4 separate regions of the Mus musculus genome follow, and all the other regions are linked to region 4. Evidence: chromatin contacts called from public Hi-C, HiCAR-type and HiChIP or PLAC-seq data. All regions are on one chromosome and are shown on one strand. The core of a region is the stretch at or near the end of the contact, and the rest is flanking DNA. Distances in the headings are between cores, read along the strand shown.

Evidence for each region. Hi-C and Micro-C count contacts between places; a contact is called where the count stands out from the background. HiCAR-type assays count read pairs that join an accessible place to other places. HiChIP or PLAC-seq counts read pairs in DNA pulled down with a chosen protein or histone mark.
Region 1: a contact with region 4 is called in a HiCAR-type map of astrocytes, with 3 times the contacts expected there. The contact joins the enhancer-like site here to the promoter of Ina in region 4. A contact is called at or near these places in 6 of 39 promoter capture datasets (the C10 cell line, the SN4741 cell line, cranial neural crest and 3 more) and 8 of 115 datasets of contacts at active chromatin or transcription factors (astrocytes, bone marrow-derived macrophages, cardiomyocytes and 4 more).
Region 2: a Hi-C map of bone marrow-derived macrophages shows a contact between it and region 4, with 25 read pairs. The contact joins the enhancer-like site here to the promoter of Ina in region 4. A contact is called at or near these places in 17 of 39 promoter capture datasets (3T3-L1-derived adipocytes, the C10 cell line, the HPC-7 cell line and 12 more), 1 of 15 datasets of contacts at CTCF or cohesin (the NIH/3T3 cell line), 16 of 484 Hi-C or Micro-C datasets (the AtT-20 cell line, B cells, DN3 thymocytes and 11 more), 13 of 115 datasets of contacts at active chromatin or transcription factors (bone marrow-derived dendritic cells, bone marrow-derived macrophages, craniofacial prominence and 8 more) and 3 of 9 other capture datasets (adipose tissue, embryonic stem cells and liver).
Region 3: an H3K4me3 HiChIP or PLAC-seq map of the 230-238 cell line shows a contact between it and region 4, with 6 times the contacts expected there. The contact joins the promoter of Arl3 here to the promoter of Ina in region 4. A contact is called at or near these places in 7 of 39 promoter capture datasets (the 3T3-L1 cell line, the C10 cell line, cranial neural crest and 3 more), 6 of 484 Hi-C or Micro-C datasets (the C2C12 cell line, the G1E-ER4 cell line, colorectal tumor organoids and 2 more), 11 of 115 datasets of contacts at active chromatin or transcription factors (the 230-238 cell line, astrocytes, bone marrow-derived macrophages and 7 more) and 4 of 9 other capture datasets (adipose tissue, embryonic stem cells, liver and 1 more).

Annotation. Positions count from the first base shown.
Region 1 is chr19:46,640,561-46,643,453 of GRCm38.p6, forward strand. All of the region lies in intron 2 of Wbp1l (WW domain binding protein 1 like), which reads left to right. Among named protein-coding and RNA genes, the nearest start is that of Gm36602, 24 kb to the right of the region's middle. Within about 2 kb of position 1,276, at least 128 of the 459 cell types and tissues checked have an H3K27ac peak or open chromatin away from gene starts, as enhancers often do. A contact at or near this core is called in astrocytes and cardiomyocytes, where this site is marked.
Region 2 is chr19:46,739,056-46,742,156 of GRCm38.p6, forward strand. As3mt (arsenite methyltransferase) reads left to right here. Exons shown (of 11, transcript NM_020577.3): 11 at 1,406-2,040. The coding sequence ends at 1,513. Among named protein-coding and RNA genes, the nearest start is that of Cnnm2, 21 kb to the right of the region's middle. Within about 2 kb of position 1,741, at least 8 of the 459 cell types and tissues checked have an H3K27ac peak or open chromatin away from gene starts, as enhancers often do. A contact at or near this core is called in the P5424 cell line and bone marrow-derived macrophages, where this site is marked.
Region 3 is chr19:46,571,471-46,574,528 of GRCm38.p6, forward strand. Arl3 (ADP-ribosylation factor-like 3) reads right to left here and starts at 1,712. Exons shown (of 6, transcript NM_019718.3): 1 at 1,570-1,712. The coding sequence starts at 1,572. Sfxn2 (sideroflexin 2) reads left to right here and starts at 1,895. Exons shown (of 12, transcript NM_053196.3): 1 at 1,895-1,989.
Region 4 is chr19:47,013,291-47,016,339 of GRCm38.p6, forward strand. Ina (internexin neuronal intermediate filament protein, alpha) reads left to right here and starts at 1,391. Exons shown (of 3, transcript NM_146100.5): 1 at 1,391-2,529. The coding sequence starts at 1,465. It also overlaps a transcript of Nt5c2 not described here.

The sequences.
Region 1 (2,893 bases), core at 26-2,525, 370 kb before region 4:
CTTTCTTCCCTACATAGACTTTTAGATGCTTTTCGAATAACTACATATTCTTTTCTTTTTTTTTTAAGATTTTATTTTTATTTTATGTGTATGGGTTTTTTAATCTCCTAGCCAACGAAGTTGCCCGACAGCATTTTTGTACTGAAACATTCTTCCTGTGCCTTCCCTGCAGTTACAGACTCTCTAGCCATCCTCTTCCTCCCTCCCAGAAGCCCCTTTGGCAGTCTTGGTGTGGCCTTCCTTCTGCGAGTGTGTATGGGTTTGTGTATGGGTTCGAGTGCCATTGCTGTTAGCCCTGCGTGGTTAGTCCTCTGCCTTCTCCCAGACTGCACTGCCATGTGAGGGCAGTGCTCAGTTGCCCTTTTTGTTTCCCACCGCAGCTCAAGGCTGTCAGGAAACGTTACAGAAAGGCCCAAAGGCCTTGGGCTCCTTCCGTTCCTCACTGGCAGCATCCACACCTCAGCTGTTGGCTTGAGAGAAAGGAGTCATGGGTTGTATGGGCTGTACACTGGCTGGAGGCTGCTGTGTCAGAGCTGGGATGGATGAAGCAGTGGGTTTGATGGAAACCGTAGGCAGAGCCTGCATGTTAGCATACGCAAGACCTTGAGCACTGAACCAACCAAACAAACAAACAAGAACCCCTACAGGTTGAAGATGTTACACATTGTGTTAACTAGCCCTAGGGCCATCCCTGTCCCTTGCCCAGAGTCTTGTTCCTCTGAAGTGTCAGAGATGAGATGGACCCCGAGCCTGCCAGCTCTCTCTCCTATGGCAGGTCTGGCTTGAGGAGCCCACATCTCATCCCCTGATTCTCCTTCACATTGTTTCTGCTAACACCCTGAGCTCTCTCCCTGGCTCCATCACTGCCTGCCCCCTTTCCTTTCCCATGCTAGGTGGCAGTTCCCACCACCAAGACCAGAACCAACCGACCGACCGCAGGCATCCTGCACTCGGGGAGGCAGAGCGGGGAAGGGTGGGTAGCTGGACAGTCCGAGTCAAAGTGGGTTTGAGGAACTGGGCTAAGGGCTGCCAGGACAGCTCTGTCTGGAGGCAGGGCAGATCAGCAAGGCAGAATGGGGTTCTGTTTATGACAGGCCTCTTGCCAGGAGCAAAGCTGACACCCGTAGGTCACGAGGATGCCACTTGTTTAGATTTCAAGTGTCTTCATTGCGTGCCTCACGTAGGACCAGTTGGCTGCCTAGGCCACCTCTGCTGGATTCATTTGCTGGGGTAGAGGAAGCGTGGTGTGGTTTAAAGCTACGTGAATACTTTGAACTTGCTTTTGCAAACTAGCGCCAAGAGAGACCGGGCTCTGGCGGGCGGGGCTTGGTGACCTTGGAGACTCTGGTGTCCAGAGGAAAGGAGTGGTTTTCTCTGAGGCCAGAGTGGCTAGCTTGGTTCTGGAGAGCATAGCAGACGCAGCTCTGCTTTCTCTGCACATACCATGTGTCTGAAGGGGCCTCCAGCCAGCCAGCCGCCTGCTACGTAGCTTTTTGTTTTCAGTGGGCTGGGGAAAGCAAGAATAAAGAACTCTGCAATATTGTGAGACTCTCATTGTAAGCTTTGACTGCCCTTTCCTGCGTTTCCTCCTGAACTGGTTTATCCTGAAGTGTAAGAGTTTGTTTCTTTAAATCAATTTTGTGTTTTATTACTGTGCGTGTGCGTGCAGCTACGCTCACAGCACGCCATACATACAGAAGTCAAGATGTCCTCTGACACCAGGGAGCTGGCGCTCTCCTTCGTCAAGCCTTTGGGGCTCAAACTCGGGTTGTCGGGTTTGTGTGACAAGCATTTTTTCCCACTGAGTCATCCCACTGGCCTGAATATAAGACTTTGAAGGGCCATGAAAGCCCTGAAGGTAGAAACTTGCGCTGAGGAGGGATTTGGTGTAAGCTCTGCCCTGTCTCCTGCCTTCTCTCTGTAGCTACAGGCACCTCCTGTAACTAACTGCCCGGCCTCCAGCCGGAGACACTCACCAGAGGGCTTTGTTTATGGCTGTGGCTGGTGTAGTAAAGCTGGAGCCGCCATGTGACTTAACTTTCCCCTGGCAGCCGACCTCTGGGATGTCACCCATGGGCCGGGGCGGTAGCAAATGCCGTCCTTCGGGGTTGCGTTTCTTTGCTTGAGCAGGGTTTTCGTTCATAACTGAGGTTTGTGACGCAGGGAACAGGGTTTTCTCTGTCTTTGTGTCCGATTTACCCAAGGTGGTGCTTGGCACACACTGGTTGTAGTAAAAGAAATGTCGAAAGCCAGATATGGCAGGTGACTTTGTGTGTGCACGCACACTAGTGTGTCCGTGCACATGTGTGCATGTGAAGGCCAGAGGCTATTAAGCGTCTTTCTCAGTTGCAATCCACTTTGTTTTTTTTTTGAGATGGCCTCTCTCTGAACCTGGGGTTGACTCCATCAGCTAGCCAGCCGGCCCTAGGCATCCTCCTGTCTCAAGTCCTTGTGTTTGGATGTGAGCCTCCCTCATCCTCTACTCCCTCCTGTGTTGCTGGAATTACAGATGACCCCAACTCTACCCAGCTTCTTGTGCGGGTTCTAGGGATCCCACCTTAGGTCTCAGTGCTTACACAGCAGGCACATTACCAACTGAGCTGTCTCCAGCCCCTGCCTCCTCTCTGAGACATATCCTCACCCTGTGTCCTAGGATGGCTTGGACTCCATTCATTGTGCAGCCCAGGCTGGTCTCGAGCTCAAAGCAGTCCTCCTGCCTCGTCCTCCTGAGTTTTAGGCTTACATATGCAGCCCCCATGCCTGATTGGTATTCCATGTCCTATGTGTGAAATATATTTTCAAAATGTGCACACACATACACTCACACACACATCCCTCATCCACTAGTGCTATGAATAGAATTTGGCAGAGTGCTCCGTGGTTACTCAGCAGT
Region 2 (3,101 bases), core at 491-2,990, 270 kb before region 4:
ACATGGCCACCATTGAAACAAGGCTATCAGTCTCCTGAATATAGTGGCCTTACCGGCTCCTCTTGGAATGCCCATCAGTGATAGCAGGATGCAAATTTCACAGAGTACCTCACCCTCAGGTGCCTTGTTCATGCCCTGGGTTTCCTGTCGTTGGCCCCAGTGGGCCCTTGGTCCACCGGGGCCACTGTAAGAGGCAGCTCATTTGAGATAAAAGGAGGAGAAGTGGGGTTGGGGATTTAGCTCAGTGGTAGAGCGCTTGCCTAGCAAGCGCAAGGCCCTGGGTTTGGTCCTCAGCTCTGGGGGAAAAAAAAAAAAAAGGAGAAGTGAAGACGGCTGTCCCCCCTGAGCGAATGCACTCTGCACTCCACGGTCAGGGTGACTGGAGATGGCCATCTCTAATCTGGACATCAGCAGACTTAGCATTCCTGCCTCGTGCACAGAGTTCTGGAGGACAGGGCATAGATAGCATTTCAGGATTTCCGTTCCAAGGGTAAAAGGCGCTTGCTCATGAGGATCTCATCTCATGGAATCTCATGGAATCAATTGGGGGAAATCAGCTTCCCTGGCCCAGCAGAGACTACTTTTAAGCAGGCTATGGTAGCTTCAGCACTTAAGAAACTGAGGCAGGAGGATCACCAAGAGTTCCAGGCCGACCTAGGTTTCAGTGTAAGACAATCTCAGAACAACAATAAAAGTCGCTTTTGGGGTGGAGTTCTAGTTCAGCTGGTAAAGTTCTCGTCTGCGTGCACAGAGCCTGGGTTCAGTCCCCAGCACAGCATGAATTGGGGTGTGTGGGGTGTGTGTGTGTATGTGTATATACCCTCAACATTCTCTTAGTATCATTGTGAGTTGGAAGCCAGCCTGGGCTACATGGAACTCTGTCTCAAAAGAAACAAAAACAACAACAACAAACCCAAAAATTAATCCTCCCTTTCTTGAACAAAGTAAAGGTTACCCTGGAAGAGTGACTGATAATCTAATTAGAGCTTCCAGAACATAGAGTCATCTTTTGTTCCTTAACTTGTAGCCCAGGCTGGCCTCCAACTCACTATTCAATCAAAGATGATCTTAAGTCCAGATCCTTCTGCCTCCACTTCTACATTGCTGAGGTAGGGGACAGATTTATGTACCACAAGGCTTATCTTAAAAGGTTATTTGTATTCTAGAGTGGCAGTGCTCCCGCAAGGGTGGCAGTGCTCCTCCAAGGGTGACAGTGCTCCCAAAAGGGTGGCAGTGCTCCTCCAAGGGTGACAGTGCTCCCAAAAGGATGGCAGTGCTCCTCCAAGGGTGGACAGGGTTAACATTTTCTCTTTCCTTGATAAATCAGCCCACATCAAACAGAAATATCAATGTTGGGGTGCTTCAGTGCCCCTCTGTATGCTCATTCTGCTTTGTCTTTTGACAGGTTCTAATCAGAGATCCATTCAAGCTTGCAGAGGACTCTGACAAGATGAAGCCCAGACATGCACCTGAAGGCACGGGAGGCTGCTGTGGCAAGAGGAAAAACTGCTAGATCTACAGCCAGCGCGGAGCCCACCGGGCTCAAGAGGGTGGCTAAAGGACAGTCACAGAGGCTTCTTAGCCTGCTCTTCGCCAGTGCACAGATTATGTGAAGGTGGCAAAGCCACCACAAGCTAGACCACTGCTAAGAATAAGAGTGACTTTTAGAGGATGTTAATTGAAGGTTCACAGCAAATCGCCTGCTTTTCTATTTCTCTATCTCAGAGTTCTGGTGCCACCTAGTGGTCAGAAGTAGAACTTGGAAGCCCAAGGTTTACTCAAAGGGCCAAAGGCATCATCAACGTTGTGAGAATTATCTTCCTTCTGGCCTACCACAGGACACCTCTGGGTTCTTCTCTGTGGTTACCAGGAAGCACAGTACTTACTAAATTTATGCTAACCATGACAAAAGATTGTCAACTCAAATTTGCTAGGAGTATTCTTTAGGTTGCTGTCTGCAATTTTTTTCTCTGTAACTGAATGAAAAAGAAAACAAATAAAAAATAAATTTGACTTCAGTTCACCTTGATAATTGATACCACAATGGATGTCTGTAGTTTGTCTTTTTAAAAATATTTTATGCCGGGCATGGTGGCACACGCCTTTAATCCCAGCACTTGGGAGGCAGAGGCAGGCGGATCTTTGAGTTCGAGGCCAGCCTGATCTACAGAGTGAGTTCCAGGACAGCCAGGGCTATACAGAGAAACCCTGTCTCAAAAAACCAAAAAAAAAAAAAAAAAAAATATATATATATATATATATATATATTCTGTTTTCACACACACCAGAAGAGGGAATCAGATCCCATGGGTCATAACACAATAACACAGGGATTTGAACACAGGACCTCTTGAAGAGCAGTCAGTTCTCTTAACTGCTGAGTCATCTCTCCAGCCCCCCCCCCCCCCCCCGTCATCTGTCTTAAGTGATGTTTTTGAAAAAAGGAAAGCTAAGAGATCCAAACAGGATTTCTCTCCCCTTGTAAGGTGCTCTCATTAAACCTTTAGGGAAATGCTGGGTTTGCTTCTAGGGCCCATATTAAAGAAGTTATGAGGATTAAAGGAAGAATCAATGACGGGACACAGGTCCTTATCAGGATCTGATAAATCAGACGTAAACCCTGGGGCCAGGGCACAGTCCAGCTGGTAGAATACTTGCCTGGTAGTCTAGGCAGGAAGCTCTGCGTTTGCTCTCCAGTACCAGGCGAAACCAGGAGAGGCAGCACAACCTAAGGCCCCAGCACTCGGAGGTAGAGCTGGGAGGACCAGAAGCACAGGTCCTCCCTCCCCAGCTCCACAGAGAGTGTGAGCCAGCCTGGGGTATGTGAGACCTGGCCTCAAAAACGAGCAAGGAACAGCCTTCAACAACAGAAGCTTTGGTGAGAAAATCTTGGTCATTCTGAGATCCCAGCAAAGGAGAATTTGGGCACTAGAGGAAGAGGTGAGGTTAGCATGGCCTCAGAGGTGTTTAATTAGGGAGTCTGAGGATGCTTAGGCCCATAGAACACTGGGGTGAGTTCTAAGGGCAGATTCATCTTTTTCAAAAGAGATATGTTCCCAATGGGACATTCCAGAATTCTGAGTGCCCTCATACTGACTTTG
Region 3 (3,058 bases), core at 462-2,961, 440 kb before region 4:
ATTTAGTGCTTGCTAAGCAAACCTCTACTCACTGAGCTATACCCCTAGCCCTAGGCTTTGCTTCTTTTTTTTTTTTTTTTTTTTTTAAAGATTTATTTATTTATTATATGTAAGTACACTGTAGTTGTCTTCAGATACACCAGAAGAGGGCATCAGATCTCATTATGGGTGGTTGTGAGCCACCATGTGGTTGCTGGGATTTGAACTTCAGACCTTCAGAAGAGCAGTCGGGTGCTCTTACCCACTGAGCCATCTCACCAGCCCTAGGCTTTGCTTCTTAAGTCAACAGAAATGCCTCAATATTTTCACAAAAATATTGTGTGTGTGTGTGTGGGGGGGGCAACAGGAACCTGTTCGGAGCAGTTAGTAAGCCAACCAACCTGTTCTAAATGCCTTAATATCAAGTTTTCTTTGACTAGCTCTAAAAATATTCATTTCCCCATAACTTCATTTTTACTCTCCATCTACCGCGTACAGAATCAACAAGGGCAGAGAGATGTTCAGCAACGCTCAGTGTTCATTTGCCAGCATCCACGCGATGGTTCCCAGACATCCGTAACTCCAGTTCCAGGCAACCAAAGCTCTCTTCTGGCCTCTGCAGGCACCAGGCACACACGTGGAGCACAAACATACATTCAGGCTAAACACCCATACATATACATTAAATAAAATAACGATTTTAAAAAATCAACAAGGAACCGAGTGTTTCTGGTCAAAAATCTGTCACACATCATACACTTTGGAAAAGCCTTAATTAAGGTTAACGGAGACAAGGCTTGCTTCAAATTGATGCTCACTTTCTATTGTTCATTCTTTTTAGTTTGAGGTGAAGACCTTTGGTCCTCCTGTGGCCTCAGGCAAAAGGACACTGCAAATTTGAAGGAAAAGCTAGGACACGGGAGGTTAATTTGCTTCTATCTACATGGAATAAATACGGAGCAAAAAATCGCTCATCAACAACCATTATTTCTTCGCAGAACTTTCAGCGATTAAGTTGGGACTGCAGGAGCGCACCCACCACAGAGACATCCATTCCCAGCGGTACCTCTTATTGTCCTGGGACTTACTCCCTACACACCTCTCACTCAGAGACGCGAGCATCTAGGAAAGCCAGGTTACAGCTCCCTGGTGCTGCCAGGGTGATCTCAAAGACAGTAGAGCCGCGCCTCTCCCACTTTTGGCTGGTTCTCAGATGAACCCCACAGTCCCGAGGCGCCGAGAGGTCGACTCTGCAGTAAGATCTGAGAGCTTGGTCTGATCTCCGCAGCTCTAGAGTCGCCTTCATCCCAGTCCCTAGAAAGATGATGGTGCCCAGGCTTCCCCGCTAGCCAAGCACTCCATGCCTCGAATCTATCGCAAACCCCTCTTTTCTCTCCAGGCCTAGGCCTCCCTCCAGGCCCACTTTAGGGGCTCCTCCTTCGCCCCTGAAACCGATCTAGAACCCCAAAGATCAAGGCGAGCCCCATCCCACGTCCTCCTCGGCTTTACGCGCAGCGCCCCGCCCTGGGACTGGTGAAAGGAGGGGGGGTGACTGGTCAGCTCTGGAGGGGCCAGGGCCCCCACACTCACCATCCTCAAGCCGAGTCCCTCCTCCTCCTCCTCCGCCTCCTCCTCCTGCCTCCCCCGTTACCAGGGGTAACTGCTGCGGCGCCGCCCCTGACGTCCCTCGCACGCACAGCGGAGGAACGGAGCAGCGGGATGGGGCGGGGTTCTGCTCCTCTCTACCCAAAGTGCGCAAGCGCGCCAAAGCGCCCGCCCATTGCGCAGGCGGTCTCGGGAGGGGCGGGAGGGCGGGGCGGGCTGGTGAGCGACCCAGCGGGAGGTGCAAAGCCGCCCACGTGGCTGGCCGGAGCCTGTGGCCTCTGATTGGTCGGAAGTGGGGGCGTAGGGCGAGGGGGTGGTTCCCGGGCCTAGCCGCGACACTTCAGTTCTGCTTTCCTGGTCAGCTTCGCCTGGTGGCAGTCGCGGGGTGCATCCCTCTGGGACCAGGTAAGAGTTCGCAAGTGCAGCCAAATGCACAGCTACTCCTAATCCCCGCGCCTCCGAAGGGAGCGTGGTTCTGCTCTGTTGCGGCTGCCAGGCGCTGCGTGCTGGACTTGCATCTGCAGAAGCCGCGTGGCCGGAGGGACCCACCAGGGCTCCAATGGATTCTTCCCTTCTGACCCCGGTTGTCTTCGGGTGCCAGGCTTTAGGGCTCAGGAGTTGCGGCTACGTCTCTATCTCCACATTCTTGTTAGAATCCAGGATAGGTGATTTGTACTGTGTTGGGGGAGGTCGCCTGAGAGAGGGCGAGAGATAGGGAGGTTGGGGACCGGTCCCTAGCATTGAGGTTAGCTGGCAGCGGGAGTGTTAGATTGTTTGGGATCTGCTGGATTTTGCTAAACCGGGTTAGACTGCAAGCGCTACCTCCCGCTCCTCTCACGCCCAGGGCCGACCACAGGACCTTTGTGGCATGTTGGTTCCCGACAACCTGCCTTCGTGGAAATTGCATTCTTCCTAGTGGAATGTTTTTTTTTATATGAGGTTTAATTTCCTTACAACCCTAGAAATCGGTTATTGTAGATGATAAGAGTCCGGACTTGAACTAACTTGTAAACTATTTTTTTTTTTTACTTGTAAACTATTTTATAGTGTTGCTTGTAAACACTGTGGCCCAGGTAGGAGTGCTGTTTGCCCCCGGGGACTGAACTCAGAATGCAGGGGTTTGTACAGGGTAGGCAAGCACTCTGCCACCGACCTACATACACTACACCCCACACCTCAGAGCTGTTTATACCTGTTAATAAGCAGAGAACTCTTCCAACAGCTCATAGTTTAGGTAGAAGTGGTATCTCTGGAAGTCTGTTGATGTGTGTTTACCTGTTATCTATCTTACAGGTCCATGTATGTCACGTACATAGAGAGCAATTCCTGTCGCAAAGAAAGGGTGACATATTATTATTATTATCAATAGTTTAATCTGGGGTTCAGGCGTTACCTCTTTCACCAACCTAGTTGCCATTACTTAAACAAAGGCAGATTTTTCCAGTATGGGTTTTCAGGTTTGTTGTCGTTGTTG
Region 4 (3,049 bases), core at 141-2,640:
ACACTGGTGACTGCTGCATGTGGGAGGCAGAGGCAGGAGGATTGCCAGGAGCTCAAGGCCAGCTTAGACTGAGAGCAAAACCAACTTAGCTACTAGGGGCACAGAATGGGAGCCTTGTTTCAAAACAAACAAATGTAAGTTTGGAATTCGGAACTAGAAAGCAAAGGGCTTCACATTTCCTGGAGTTGTGCCACAGGATAGAAGGTAAACTAGATCCATCTATCGTTCAGGCTCCCACTCCATCCTAACCGGGTGTGGCGAGGACGGCCAATTCTGTCAGCCCTGCTCCTCTGCCTCACTCCTGGAAATGAGTCTTTGGTCCAAAGACTAATCCCCACAGAAAATGGTGCTCCCGTCCAATTCAGAATGGATTGTCAAACGCTTGCAGGGCCAGACAGATAAAAACAAAAACAAAAAAACAAAAACCGGGGTAAGAGGGGTGACTCTGAAGTGCTGGGAGCCCTGAGGAACAACGCACTTAAACAAAGGCACTCGCCCACCGCAGTCATCCTAAACCTTCTGCTTTCAAGAGTAGCAGGGGCTGGGCATTAAAAGATCAAAATCAATCCAGTTTCTGTTTAGATGAAACCTCCTGACTAGAAATCCAGTTTTGAAACGTTTTAAAATCTAATGTGTTTTGTTGTTGGTTTGGGGCTTTTTGTTTGTTTAAACCAAAGCCTGCAGCCTTTCTAGCAGCCTGCGGTCCTGGCACGCACGGTGACTGGAGGTCTAGAGGTGAATCCTGCTAATTCTCAACGCTTTGTCCTTTCCAGGACAGACCGCTTTCCTCCCGGTAACCCTTTGCACCCTTGGGGAAAAAAAAAATCAGCCTCTTGTTCGTCACCAATGTCCCCGAGAATCTCACTCTTTCTGCGAATCCTATCTCCTGTGGTGGCGGAACTGAGGGATGCTCTCTGAAGTGGTCCCACTTTCTCCGAAGAGAACCAGGAGCCGCCTAAGCCAGGAGATAAAGAGGGGGTTGCCCGCTCCCCCTGTAAAGAGTGGAGAGGAACAGGGCCTTACCCTTGGGAACTCTGGGATGCGGATGAGAATAGAGGACACCTTTCAGAAAAACCTCCTCTCCGTGGGGGATAAGAGCAGAAAAAAAAGGACAGGCTCTAACGCCATCAAAGAGCTGAGAGCGCTCGGCCGGGAAGCCAAGGTTGTTTGGGCACTCCCTCCCCTCCGGTCATTCCCAAGGCAGATTCTTGGGGTACAGGCGCAGCGGACAGGGACGGCCCAGGACGGTGGCGCGCAGCTGCGGTGGCACTGCGCTCCCCCGCCCCCGCAGGCCCCCCTTCCTCTCCCCGCTCGATCTGAAGATGAAGCTCCACCCCTAGCGCGTCGCCCCAACCCCGCGCCTTAAAAGCCCCGCACACCGCCCCGCCGCACCCAGCCTTGCCGCACCTTCGCGTCCTCGCCAGGTCCCGCCGCAGCCGCGCACCCGGCCCCGACCCCGGCACCATGAGCTTCGGATCGGAGCACTATTTGTGCTCCGCCTCCTCCTACCGCAAGGTGTTCGGGGACAGCTCGCGCCTCTCCGCGCGCCTGTCCGGGCCGGGAGGCTCGGGCAGCTTCCGCTCGCAGTCGCTGTCCCGCAGCAATGTGGCCTCCACGGCCGCCTGCTCCTCGGCCTCGTCCCTCGGCCTGGGCCTGGCCTACCGCCGCCTGCCGGCCTCCGACGGGCTGGACCTGAGCCAGGCGGCGGCGCGCACCAACGAGTACAAGATCATCCGCACTAACGAGAAGGAGCAGCTGCAGGGCCTCAACGACCGCTTCGCCGTGTTCATCGAGAAGGTGCACCAGCTGGAGACGCAGAACCGTGCGCTCGAGGCCGAGCTGGCCGCGCTGCGCCAGCGCCACGCCGAGCCGTCGCGCGTCGGCGAGCTCTTCCAGCGCGAGCTGCGCGAGCTGCGCGCGCAGCTGGAGGAGGCGAGCTCGGCGCGCGCGCAGGCCCTGCTGGAGCGCGATGGGCTGGCCGAGGAGGTGCAGCGACTGCGGGCGCGCTGCGAGGAGGAGAGCCGCGGGCGCGAAGGCGCCGAGCGCGCCCTGAAGGCGCAGCAGCGCGACGTGGACGGCGCCACCCTGGCCCGCCTGGATCTGGAGAAGAAGGTGGAGTCGCTGCTGGACGAGCTGGCTTTCGTGCGCCAGGTCCACGACGAGGAGGTGGCCGAGCTCCTGGCCACGTTGCAGGCGTCTTCGCAAGCCGCCGCCGAGGTGGACGTGGCCGTGGCTAAACCAGACCTGACTTCGGCGCTGAGGGAGATCCGCGCGCAGTATGAGTCCCTGGCCGCTAAGAACCTGCAGTCCGCCGAGGAGTGGTACAAGTCCAAGTTCGCCAACCTAAACGAGCAGGCTGCGCGCAGCACCGAAGCCATCCGAGCCAGCCGAGAGGAGATCCACGAGTACCGGCGCCAGCTCCAGGCACGTACCATTGAGATAGAGGGTCTGCGCGGAGCCAATGAGTCCCTGGAGAGGCAGATCTTGGAACTGGAGGAGCGGCACAGCGCTGAGGTGGCCGGCTACCAGGTAAGGGCTGGGATGCTGCATAGGAAAGAGTGCCCTGTCCTTTTCCGTACAGAGATAGCTTCACTCCCTGTAAACTGGTGCCCTAGGAAACCACGGGAGGGAAAGGGGAGAGAGGGGAGCGTTGACTAGAGGCGTCAGTCAACAAACAAACAAACAAATTAAAAAAAAAACCACGAAGTCTCACGCATGCAGCCGCAAATGTGGACTGTATGTGCCTGGAAGCTAGCTCTTCAAGCCCTTGATGTCTTCGCCCTCTATTTTGGAGGGTGGGGGAGTTTGAGGCACAGAGCCCAAGTCTTCATGCATATACTAGGCATATGCAGTAACACGGAGCCACAACCCCACCCCCAGTCGCTTGTCTGAACTCTTCTAACAAAGGAGTCTTTAATCTTTCTAGGAGTCAAAAAAAAAAAAAAAAGTAACCATGCCTTCCTGTCACCAAGAGTACAGACACACTAACAGAACAGTGCCGACCCAAAGTGTCCCCAGAGGGCGCAGGTCATGGCTTCTGTGGGCGGGT